2 separate regions of the Mus musculus genome follow, and region 1 is linked to region 2. Evidence: chromatin contacts called from public promoter capture Hi-C data. All regions are on one chromosome and are shown on one strand. Each heading gives the region's core, a stretch centred on a gene start, on an enhancer-like site or on the middle of the called end of the contact. The rest is flanking DNA. Distances are from core to core; before and after follow the strand shown. Region 1 holds the start of Kcns2 (K+ voltage-gated channel, subfamily S, 2). Region 2 has its middle 43 kb from the start of Nipal2.

What was found. Promoter capture Hi-C pulls out the DNA fragments that hold promoters and counts their contacts.
Region 1: a contact with region 2 is called in a promoter capture Hi-C map of hippocampal neurons, with 2.8 times the contacts expected there. The contact joins the promoter of Kcns2 here to the enhancer-like site in region 2. A contact is called at or near these places in 6 of 39 promoter capture datasets (embryonic stem cells, hippocampal neurons, liver and 2 more), 1 of 115 datasets of contacts at active chromatin or transcription factors (embryonic stem cells) and 1 of 9 other capture datasets (pancreatic islet).

Annotation. Positions count from the first base shown.
Region 1 is chr15:34,835,903-34,841,106 of GRCm38.p6, forward strand. It overlaps Kcns2 (K+ voltage-gated channel, subfamily S, 2), which reads left to right and starts at 1,453. Exons shown (of 2, transcript NM_181317.4): 1 at 1,453-1,950; 2 at 2,548-5,204. The coding sequence starts at 2,591. The coding sequence ends at 4,024. It overlaps Gm32970 (a long non-coding RNA gene), which reads right to left and starts at 2,773. Exons shown (of 7, transcript XR_383919.3): 1 at 2,437-2,773.
Region 2 is chr15:34,719,141-34,724,834 of GRCm38.p6, forward strand. No RefSeq gene overlaps it. Among named protein-coding and RNA genes, the nearest start is that of Nipal2, 43 kb to the left of the region's middle. Within about 2 kb of position 4,016, at least 5 of the 459 cell types and tissues checked have an H3K27ac peak or open chromatin away from gene starts, as enhancers often do. A contact at or near this core is called in hippocampal neurons, where this site is marked.

The DNA of each region.
Region 1 (5,204 bases), core at 203-2,702, 110 kb after region 2:
GGGCAGCAAGGCAGTAGTAGATAGGGTGACATGAATAAAGCACAGTGATAAATGCATGAAGATGGCAGATACCAACTGGCAGATCACTCCCTACACACACACACACACACACACACACACACACACCAGCACCACCGCCACCACCACTGTTGCCACTACTAGCATCAAACATCAAAGAACGGAAGCTCACATGAACCACACCACATTATTCTTCTTCCCATATGGAACTGCTTTTGCAGGAAGACCCACACTCACAGAAGCTTCAGAGACATGGGTGTAGCGTCCTTTTAGTGAGGACACATGTAACCAATGCACACATCATATATGCTCAAAGGTGAGTGGCTGATACAAAGACTCATACTTGGATCCACTGATCCAACACAAAACTAGATCAAGGATTCTTTTCAGACCCTCTGAGGGAGCTTAAAGCAGGCTAGTCTTTTGCACTGTTTGCATAGTTCTGGGGATCAATACCTAGGGCCTTGTACATACCAGACAAATGCTCTGACCGGAGTTCAGCTCCAACCCATCAAACAATCTAGAGCCAGAACACCTCTCAATTCAGGTGGCACCCTTAGAGCCACATATGAAGAATGTGTTTCTCGTGGTTGCACTGTTTTTCCTGAGTCTGGAGCCACCTTATAAGAACTGTCCTATTACTTCTGACCAAGACATGAGGACACCAGCTCTCTGCTAACAATGCATGCCACAGTCTGAAAATGAGGACCATGTATTTGCTCAGAGACCAGGGGGATACCAAGGAATAAGGGTCTATTTCTTGGCTTGGCCAATATGAGGGCCCTATGTCTTATGATTGGGAATTCTGTGCTGAAGTCAGTGTTTATACAGCACACAGTTTCTCACACTGTATGCACATACCACACTAATGCATGTCCAGATCCTCATACATGGCACACTGTATGCATCTTCGCATCCATCAGAAGACATATTTGTCAATACTTTACACAGATTTTGGGTAGTCCTACTCCTCAGATTGCACACACGCACAGAACTCCAAGTACTCCTCTGAAGCTCACACTGGCTTGTACATACACGGTATCATGCAGAGTTCTCAAACAGAACTCCATTACTCCTCCCCATGCCAACAGGACCTGTGCACACACCCAAGCTCCTGCCCCACCCATATCCCTGCCACAGCTCAACCTCAGTCTTCTCTGACAGCTCCCATTTTCCGATAACCCCATTTCCAGGTATAGGAAACTTTTCTTCAGGTTTCTAAAAGAGGAAGCCGAAGCCGGTAGATCATTCCGTTGCTGCCCTATCCGCCCTATACATAAAAGCCATCCTTCATTCTCCAGTCTGTTTCCTACAGACCCGGCGAGGGAGGAAAGTCACTGTAGGCAACCCTCTGTCTGAGCCCTGGGGGTGCTGACAATAACAGCTGTCCCTGGAGGATGCCGAGGGAGGGGGAAAAGGTGTCAGCTCCGTGCAAAGCTGGGGGGCGCCCGAAGAACAGAATGATGCTCCGGAACGTCTCAAGAGTCTGGGCGGCGACTGTGCCCCGGGCTGGCGCGCTCGGAGCTGTCCGTTCAGCACCACCGCGCAGCACCAGGCTCAAGGCCCTCTGCAAGGCGCACCGGCTCGGTTCCCGCCCCCGCTCCACGGGCGCCTGCGGCGTGGGCTCCTGCCTCTCGTGGTGGGTGAGGGGCGCGCAGATCGGAAGAGGGGGGCTCCACGAGCGTCGGGGCCACGCAGCCACCTGTGAGCCTCTCGCGGATGTGGGCGGTGGTGTGTGCGGCCGGAGACTGAAGGAGGCGCACGGTGGACCCCGCCTGCCCGGTGGCGGGGCACACAGACAAGCACTCACATCTACATCCTCGCACCCGCGCGCACTCGCGCAGCCAGCCAACGGCGTCCACCGCGGTGATGCTTGCCAGCAGGTCGGGGAAGTTTCCCGCCGGCCTCTGCCGCGGGCTCCCGTGCACCCAGGTAAGCGCTTTTAGAACGCGCAAGGCGAGCTCCGGGAAGGCGCAGCGCACGCGGCCGGGGAGCACGGCGCCAGAAGGGCGCGGGGGTGGTGGTAGGAAGGGGGCTGGGAATGGAATCGGTCCTTGAAGGCTGGAGATCTGGGACGCTGAGTTGACCCTTTTAGCCCTCGGCCCAGATTTACAGATTAGAGCGGTGAATTTCCTTGCCTCCTCCCAAATCTCCGCGCCCCCTTCTTGGCCCAGCCCTGCCAGTGCGCATCTCAGCTTGGGTCCCGCCTGTCTGCGGCGAGAGGGCGGGGGCGTCTCCTTGGTCTGCTCACAGGCAAGGTCAGCACACAGCCCCCTTGGGCTTTCAGAGCCGACAGGCGCCACTCCCTGGAGGAGGTGGAGGCCCGGGTGTACTCGTGGAAACATACACCCTTGTCTTGCCTTGGGAAGGGAGTCAACTCCCATAGACCCATTCCTGCACCCCAGTGCTGGACCTCACCTAGAGACCCTGCTGGAGAGGCCAGTCAGATGAGGGTGAAGAGAAAACAAGAGAAAGACTTGGGGTGGGGAGTGCCGGCGCTCACATAGATGCTGTTCCCTCTGCTTTCAGGTGTAGCGCCCCCGCGCGGCGCGGGCGCCTGGGCATCTCCAGCATGACCCGCCAGAGCCTGTGGGATGTGTCCGATACCGACGTCGAGGATGGAGAGATCCGCATCAATGTGGGTGGCTTCAAGAGACGGCTGCGTTCCCATACGCTGCTGCGCTTCCCTGAGACACGCCTGGGCCGTCTGCTCCTCTGCCACTCGCGAGAGGCCATTCTGGAACTCTGCGATGACTACGATGACGTTCAGCGTGAGTTCTACTTCGACCGTAACCCCGAGCTCTTCCCCTATGTGTTGCATTTCTACCACACCGGCAAGCTTCACGTCATGGCTGAGCTGTGCGTCTTCTCCTTCAGCCAGGAGATCGAGTACTGGGGTATCAATGAGTTCTTCATCGACTCTTGCTGCAGCTATAGCTATCACGGCCGCAAAGTGGAACCTGAGCAGGAGAAATGGGACGAGCAGAGTGACCAGGAAAGCACCACTTCCTCCTTCGATGAGATCTTGGCCTTCTATAATGATGCTTCCAAGTTCGATGGGCAACCCCTGGGCAACTTCCGCAGGCAGCTGTGGCTGGCGTTGGACAACCCAGGCTACTCAGTCCTAAGCAGGGTCTTCAGTGTCCTTTCCATCTTGGTGGTGTTGGGCTCCATCATCACCATGTGCCTCAATAGCCTGCCAGACTTCCAAATCCCTGATAGCCAGGGTAACCCCGGTGAAGACCCCAGGTTCGAAATTGTGGAGCACTTTGGCATTGCTTGGTTCACATTTGAGTTGGTGGCCAGGTTTGCTGTGGCCCCTGACTTTCTTAAGTTCTTCAAGAATGCTCTAAACCTTATTGATCTCATGTCCATTGTCCCATTTTACATAACTCTAGTGGTGAACCTGGTGGTGGAGAGTTCTCCTACCTTGGCTAACTTGGGCAGGGTGGCTCAAGTCCTGAGGCTAATGAGGATCTTCCGAATTCTCAAGCTGGCCAGACACTCCACTGGCCTCCGCTCCTTGGGAGCCACCCTGAAGTACAGCTACAAGGAAGTGGGGTTGCTCTTGCTCTACCTCTCAGTGGGGATTTCCATCTTCTCTGTGGTGGCCTACACCATTGAAAAGGAGGAGAACGAAGGCCTGGCCACCATCCCTGCCTGCTGGTGGTGGGCCACTGTCAGTATGACCACAGTTGGGTACGGAGATGTGGTCCCAGGGACAACAGCTGGGAAGTTGACTGCCTCTGCCTGCATCTTGGCAGGCATCCTGGTGGTGGTCTTGCCCATCACTTTGATCTTCAATAAGTTCTCCCATTTCTATCGGCGCCAAAAGCAACTTGAGAGTGCTATGCGCAGCTGTGACTTTGGAGATGGAATGAAAGAGGTCCCTTCGGTCAATTTAAGGGACTACTATGCTCATAAAGTTAAGTCCCTCATGGCAAGTCTGACAAACATGAGTAGGAGTTCACCTAGTGAACTGAGTTTAGATGATTCTCTACATTAGCTGGACCCCGACTTACATTGCTGATCTGCTGCTTGTGGTTCTAGCACAATCAGGGCAATTTTAGGGCTGTGGCATAAGAAATCATCCCTGCCCTAGAGGGAGAGCTGCATGGGACATAAGCCCTAGATTGCTTTTGCAATGTTTAGAGAGGTTTCTTTTTTCTTTTGAGGATGGTGTGTCTAATAACATGCCTTTGCACCTCTCAGTGAAGTGACACTCACTGGTGTTTGCATCATGGCAAAAAAAAAAATGTTCACCTTTCTGCCAGATGAGTATCTAGAATGCCAATTTCTCTGTCCACTGTGTACAGTATTCTAATGCTCATATCCCAGCATTACCTGTGAGTGGAATTGTCTGTGCTCCTATTTCCGAGGCTGCTGTATGGGTTCCAGTGACAACACATCTGTCTATGAGGTCAGCAAGGATATCGTGAGATTTGGATCACAACCATGTGAAAATAATCTCAATTATGTATCCCTTGCTTTCATTTACCTTTAATACCAAAACAGAGAGATCGCAAAGCTAAGCACACTTGACCAATGCAAATCTTCGAGTTGTCTTTCTACTTGGTCCTGTCCTTGTGATGTGCATGAATGCACCAGTCATTTTAAAGAAAGATATGTATTGATGTATATCTCCTAAGTGTCAGTGTAAAGAGAATGTTACTTAGTCGATATGTAGTAAAGACTGAATGTTTTTCCTCCAAACAGTTAAATTTAGGGACAGCGACTTTAGCTAAACATGGACCAAACCCCAGGAGTTCATGTAGGCTAAGCCCTTTTACTGATGGTCAGGCCTCTTTTCATTTATTTCTGGCTGAGATGCTCAATCCAGGCCATTTTGACCAAAGTTTGCTGTGTCTTGGTATTAGCATGTTTTTCAAGCATCTCTTTTTTAAGATGTTTAGGAATAAGGCCGTGCTGTCTTTCTCCTCCACTGGAAGAAGTTTGTGTTTTGTTGTCTTTGTGAGGTAAGCACTGTCAGGTTGCTGGCAAGGGCAATAGCTTAAATATTTTCTTGCCTGCTCTAAAAGCCCATAAAATGAATGTTCTTTTGTTTCTGAGCAGAGTTTCCTTTAGGTAGTTTTGCTTCTAGGACACAGGATAGTGTATGTATAGTGTTTGATTGCCTTGAGTTCCTGCCTTGGCATGGAAACCTGGTAGTGCAGAGCATATTCAAG
Region 2 (5,694 bases), core at 2,766-5,265:
TTATATACAGAAGAAACAATCTTCACCCAGAAAGAAAAGAATAATAGGGAATAAGAAAGGCTCACTTTAAACATACTCTGCTGGGTATGAATAAATAAATAAATAAATAAATAAATAAATAACCCAGGTAAGCAGGTAGTGAGGAGAGCCTCGGTGCTCTGGGTGTCTGAAGGGTTTGCCGTGCACAGGTGCAGGCAGCAGGTTCTACTGAGCATCCGAGCTCACCCTGTCCTCAGCAGCACCCGCTGATGACGCTCTTGCTCCACTGTAGCGTGTTTTATTTCATCAAGAGTAAAGGTTAAGGGGGAAACCAATGATAAAAATAACAGGAATTTTGAAAACTGTTCTTGTTTATGCCATTTCATTTTTTTTTTTAAAGGAAACTGGGAATAGGGATGGGAGAGGAGGGCAGAGTGTTTTAAAACTAATTATAGCATTAAAATCCTCTAAGAGCATTGTTCCCGTCTCTGTCATAGGAGCGGCTTCATCCTGATGGATGAGTCAGAGGCACCCAGGGTCAAGCTTGCAACAGTCAAGAAGCACTATGACAGCTGGAGGTGTGGCTGGAGTCCATGCTAATGTGGACCGTGGGGCAGAGCTTCACAGCATTCCGTTGCCCGCACTAGGGCTGGGTGGACTCCCTGTCACCTATGTGCTGCCCTGTCAGCTGTAGAATGTTTAGTATTTCTGAGGCCTCCATCCTCTAGTGGATATGGTAGATATATATGCCCCTCCTTGCCAAGTTGTCAGAGCCCAAAATGCCTCCACATACCGCCAAGTGTCCCTTAAAGGGCAGAGCACCCCTATCTGTGACCCACTCACATGGAGCCACACAAGCTCTGATGTGGAAGCAAGCTTGTTTTGTTTCTTTGTTGGTTTAGGACCAGATCTCACTATGCTGTCTAGACTGGCCTCCAACTTGCCATCCTCCTCGAACCACAGGTGTACCATAACATGCAGTTTGAAAACTTGTTCTAGAAACTTCTCAAGTATGTTATTACAGTTTCCCCAGTCCAAAGGAGAGAGAAGAAACAGAAAATCCTGCCTCTCCTCTATTGTCTTAGCCCTTCCTCTGTGCCATTCCACCACTGCATCGTTTCTTCCAGGACTTTCGGGCAGGCCAAAGTAGCTAAACAAAGCCCAGGGTGCCTGTGGCTGGGGAACCTAAGGCAGGCTGATAATGAAACATTTTCAGGTAAGAAAAAAAACTTTTTCATGTGCCTCCTATTAGACCTAATCTGTATTAAATGATGGTATTTTTAATCTTCAGAAAAATGCAGAGGTTAAAATTCCCCTTGAAGGCTAGGGCTGTGGGTTTTTGTTTTTTGTTTTTTGTTTTTTAATCTATTGGTATACTTGTTTACAATGACTGGCGCATAATGAATGCTCAATGAATTTTTTAACACTGAACTGTTTGAAACGTATCAACTAGCAAAAGCAGAAGAAACACAAACAAGGACACAGGCCTCTAGAGAGACCCCTGAATTTGCATTTAAGTGAGTCATTCCCGAGGGAATATCTATTCTCAAAATCTGTATGTTCTTTTTGTTTCAGATCTGTCCAGGAAACACTGATTAGTGCAACGAGACTTCGATCTAAGTGGGAAAAAAAAGTCTCTACTCTCTTGAAATCACATAAAGATGCATCATGGATATTTTGAGTATAATGTGGCTCTTCCAGAGACACCCAGACTTAGCAGGTTCTACAGGAACCCAGTGGGAAGCTCACCTACTCAGTCTTTGCAAGATGTAGCAGTAACAATAAGGAATCATTCCGGAGCTGTGTGGAGGGACATCAGGGAGCATGTGACGGGAGTGGGTGAGGGAGTGGCTATGGAGACCATGGAATAGTGGCACATGAACAGACAATGGAAGCAAGGACAGAAGTGGGAGCTACACATGCTGTGTTCATCCTGATGTGGCTGAGTCTGGGAATGGTGTGAGACAGAGTCAGAGGCATGGGCCACAGAGGGCTCCGAATTCCTACTGAGGAATGGGGGGCACTGATAATGTTTCATTCAGCAAGTAGCTTAGATAATCTGACTGCTGCAGCATGAGGCACAGGTTTCAAGAACAGGGACCAGGCTGAGATCATCATAATGTTCCAGAGATAGCAGGATGCACTCTATGTGATGGAAGACAAAAAGTGCAGAGTCCAATAGAGAGTGAGTTGGTCTACAGTGGCTGAGCTACTGTATGTGTGTGTGTGTGTGTGTGTGTGTGTGTGTGTGTGTGTGTTGTATGCGAGGCTGTGCTCACTTGTACATGCACAGAGGCTGGAAGAGGACGTTAGGTGTCCTACAATGTCACTCTTCACTGTTTTCTCTTGAGACAGTGTCTCTTATTGAACTTTGAGCCAGAAAACTGCAGTAATACCAAAATCCTGGGAATATAGGCATATAGTGTGTCCCTCTCTCTTTATGATCTGTTTAGTTTTGGCAAGAGTTCAAAGGTGCCAGCCTCACTCTCCCAGGTCCAGCCCAAGTTTACTCTGAGATACAGAACAGGAGACAGGGCAAGTTGAGGAATAGTTGTTCTCATGGCTATGTGGCCTCAGCACACCCATATCCATGCCAGTTCCAGCCACCAGCTACTCGGCTGTACCTGAGAAATCACTCACTATCATTGTCCACTCCTGGAGCCTTGCAAGTGGGCTCAAGGCCTTCTGGCCAGGCATTCTCAACAACTTGGGCAAACAAAGCCTGATACTGAAATAGAAGGCATTGGTTCTCGGCTGATCTTTTGCCTTGCTCCAGTGTACTCCTTCCCCCTGGGAAGTCCTTGTAGTCATGGTAGCGATTGAGATGAAAAAGTTATGAATTGAGGCTTTGGTCTTAAATTACTCTCTCTCTCTCTCTCTCTCTCCCTCTCTCTCTCTCTCTCTCTCTCTCTCTCTCTCTCTCTCTGTGTGTGTGTGTGTGTGTGTGTGTGTTGTATGTGTGTGTATAGTGTATGTGTATAATGTGTGTGGTGTATATGTGTGTGTATAATGTGTGTGGTGTGTATGTGTTTCTGGTATGCACGTATGTCTATGATGTGTGTGGTATATATATGTGTGTATGTGTTTCTGTATGTATTTTGGAGAGAAGGGTGGCAGTGATGACAGATAAATACATAGAAAAAAACCTGAAAGAACTTCTGTTTTCCTGGAATCCACAAAGACACAGATTTACTGTTCTCATGGGCTGATTTTTCTGGTTTTCCCAAGTTAGCTTCAGTTCCTGCTGAGGTCAAACAGGTAAGGTAAGCAGAGTTGGGCATGACACACTGAGAAGTGGAATCTGGCAGAGAGAGAGAGAGAGAGAGAGAGAGAGAGAGAGAGAGAGAGAGGGAGAGGGAGAGGGAGAGGGAGAGGGAGAGGGAGAGGGAGAGGGAGAGGGAGAGGGAGAGGGAGAGGGAGAGGGAGAGGGAGAGGGAGAGGGAGAGGGAGAGGGAGAGGGAGAGGGAGAGGGCAAATAGAAAAACACATTAGTTAGGGGTCAGTTAGCACCAGGGCAAATAGCTCCACATGCCTTCTTGGGACATAGCTCCATTATGTCATGAAACGATGAGTATGTTTTTAGAAGTTTCCATTTTTGGGGAAAAGTGTTTGCTTTCAGTTGTCTGAAAGTGTTTTATTTAGAGCTCTTTTCTCTTGGTGACTTGGGACATCAGATGCTGCAATCCCATTTAATTGGAGTGTCAGACTTTCTGCTGCCTCTCCTCTGGTGCAGTCTCCCCTCTCAAGTGTGATACTTTTTCTTCTTCCTTCTTCTGGAGAGTCCCATGTGTCTCTTCCCAGAGCTGCAGTACATGGCCCATTGCTTAGCCACACCAGATAAACTCAGCTCCAGTAATCTAAACTTGAAAACGAGGCAGCAATTCTGCCATTATGCCCTAATTCACAGCCTCATCATTAAATGATCACAGTCTCAAATGGCACTTTTAATTCTTTTACAGCAGCTGGTAAATGGTGGGAACAGACGCTCCCACTCAGTGGAGCTGCTCCTGCAGTACCAGTAGGAAGGATAAAAGATAATGAACATTCCCTCTCCCCAGATCCCAACCATGGGCTTCCGTGCTGGGCACTGTTACCAGGAACTGGGTGGTGGGTCTAGGAGAGCCTCTGTGTGGCTTTGATCTGACCTTGGCTCAATGTGGGACTTTATCTCAAGCTAACACTATGCTTAGCCTCTTTGTCCTAAAGTACAAGGCATGGTAGACCAGACTAGTGACCAGGGCAGCTTTTATAGACAGGACTCCCACATGCCAGAAGACTGACTTACAAACAGATCAATTGGCTGATCTTGTTCACTGGTGTGTACACTCAGTCTTACACTTCCCTAACCATTATCTGCACCCAGGCTTCACTCCCAGACCCAACCAGAATGGGCAGATGACATGATGACAATGGTGGAAGGCAAGAGGAACAAACACATGACAGTCCTACTCCCTGTTGACCTAAAGTGTTTCTCCATACACAGTGAACATAAGCTTACCCTGGTGAGTAAAAAGATTCCAATCAAATGTGTGTGTCTGTGTGAGTGTCTGTGTGTGTGTGTGTGTGTGTGTATGTGTGTGTGTGAGTCTGTGTCCATGTGTGTGTCTGTGTGTGTGTGTGAGTGTGTGTATGTGTCCATGTGTGTGTCTGTGTGTGTGTGTGAGTGTGTGTATGTGTGTGAGTATCTGTGTCCATGTGTGTGTCTGTGTGTGTGCTTGTGTGTGCACATATGTGTATGACTGTGTGTCTGTGTGTGTAGCCAGTCCTCCCCTCCTCCTCCTCCCCTCCTCCTCCTCCTTCATCATCTTCTTCTTCTTCTTCTTCTTCTTCTTCTTCTTCTTCTTCTTCTTCTTCTTCTTCTTCTTCTTCTCTCTCTCTCTCTCTCTCTCTCTCTCTCTCTCTCTCTCTCTCTCTCTCTCTCTCTTTCAAAAACAGGATCTCTTATTAGCCTGGAACTTACCAAGTAGTCTAGATTAGTTACCCATTGAGATCTGAAAGCCTACCATCCTCACCTCATAGCACTGGTATAACAAGTGCTTTGCCTCTCACTTGGCTTTTAATGTGGGACACAGAGCTGGGCCAAGGTCCTCACATTCTTGGGTAAACTCTTTACTATGCTGTCTTCACAGCCTGTAACCAACTTGAACAGTGAGTACGAGCTGTCAGTGAGCCACAGCAGGTTGCTTGCAGGCAGTTAACTATTTAAACTGAGCCTGAAAAAAGCAAAGGGCATGATGCTTCCCCAAGTCCAGCTGTGTTTGCACCCTGTGATGTTTTCCATACATTGCTTCTTAGAAATATTCCCAGCAGCTGAAGAATCATTCCTCATCATTCTAGTTCTGGGCTCTGGCTGCCCCAGGAATTGTTCTCTGCTTCATCAAACCTCATTCAATTAGATACATGTAAAGTTCTCCTGTAAATAATCACACCATAGAGCATCAAGTGGCTTGAAACTATCCTGCCATTCCATGCATCAGGGAGTGGAAGTCACCAGCCCCCATCAGGGAGAAGTACACTCAACTGAGATGAGTTGTGCCGCTTGCCCCACATCATTAGCGGTTTCTTTTATTTCTTTTTTCTTTTATTAGATATTTTCTTCATTTACATTTCGAATGTTATCCCCAAAGCCCCCTATACCCTCCCCCTGCCCTGCTCCCCAATCCACCCACTCCTGCTTCCTGGCCCTGGTATTCCCCTGTACTGGAGCATATGATC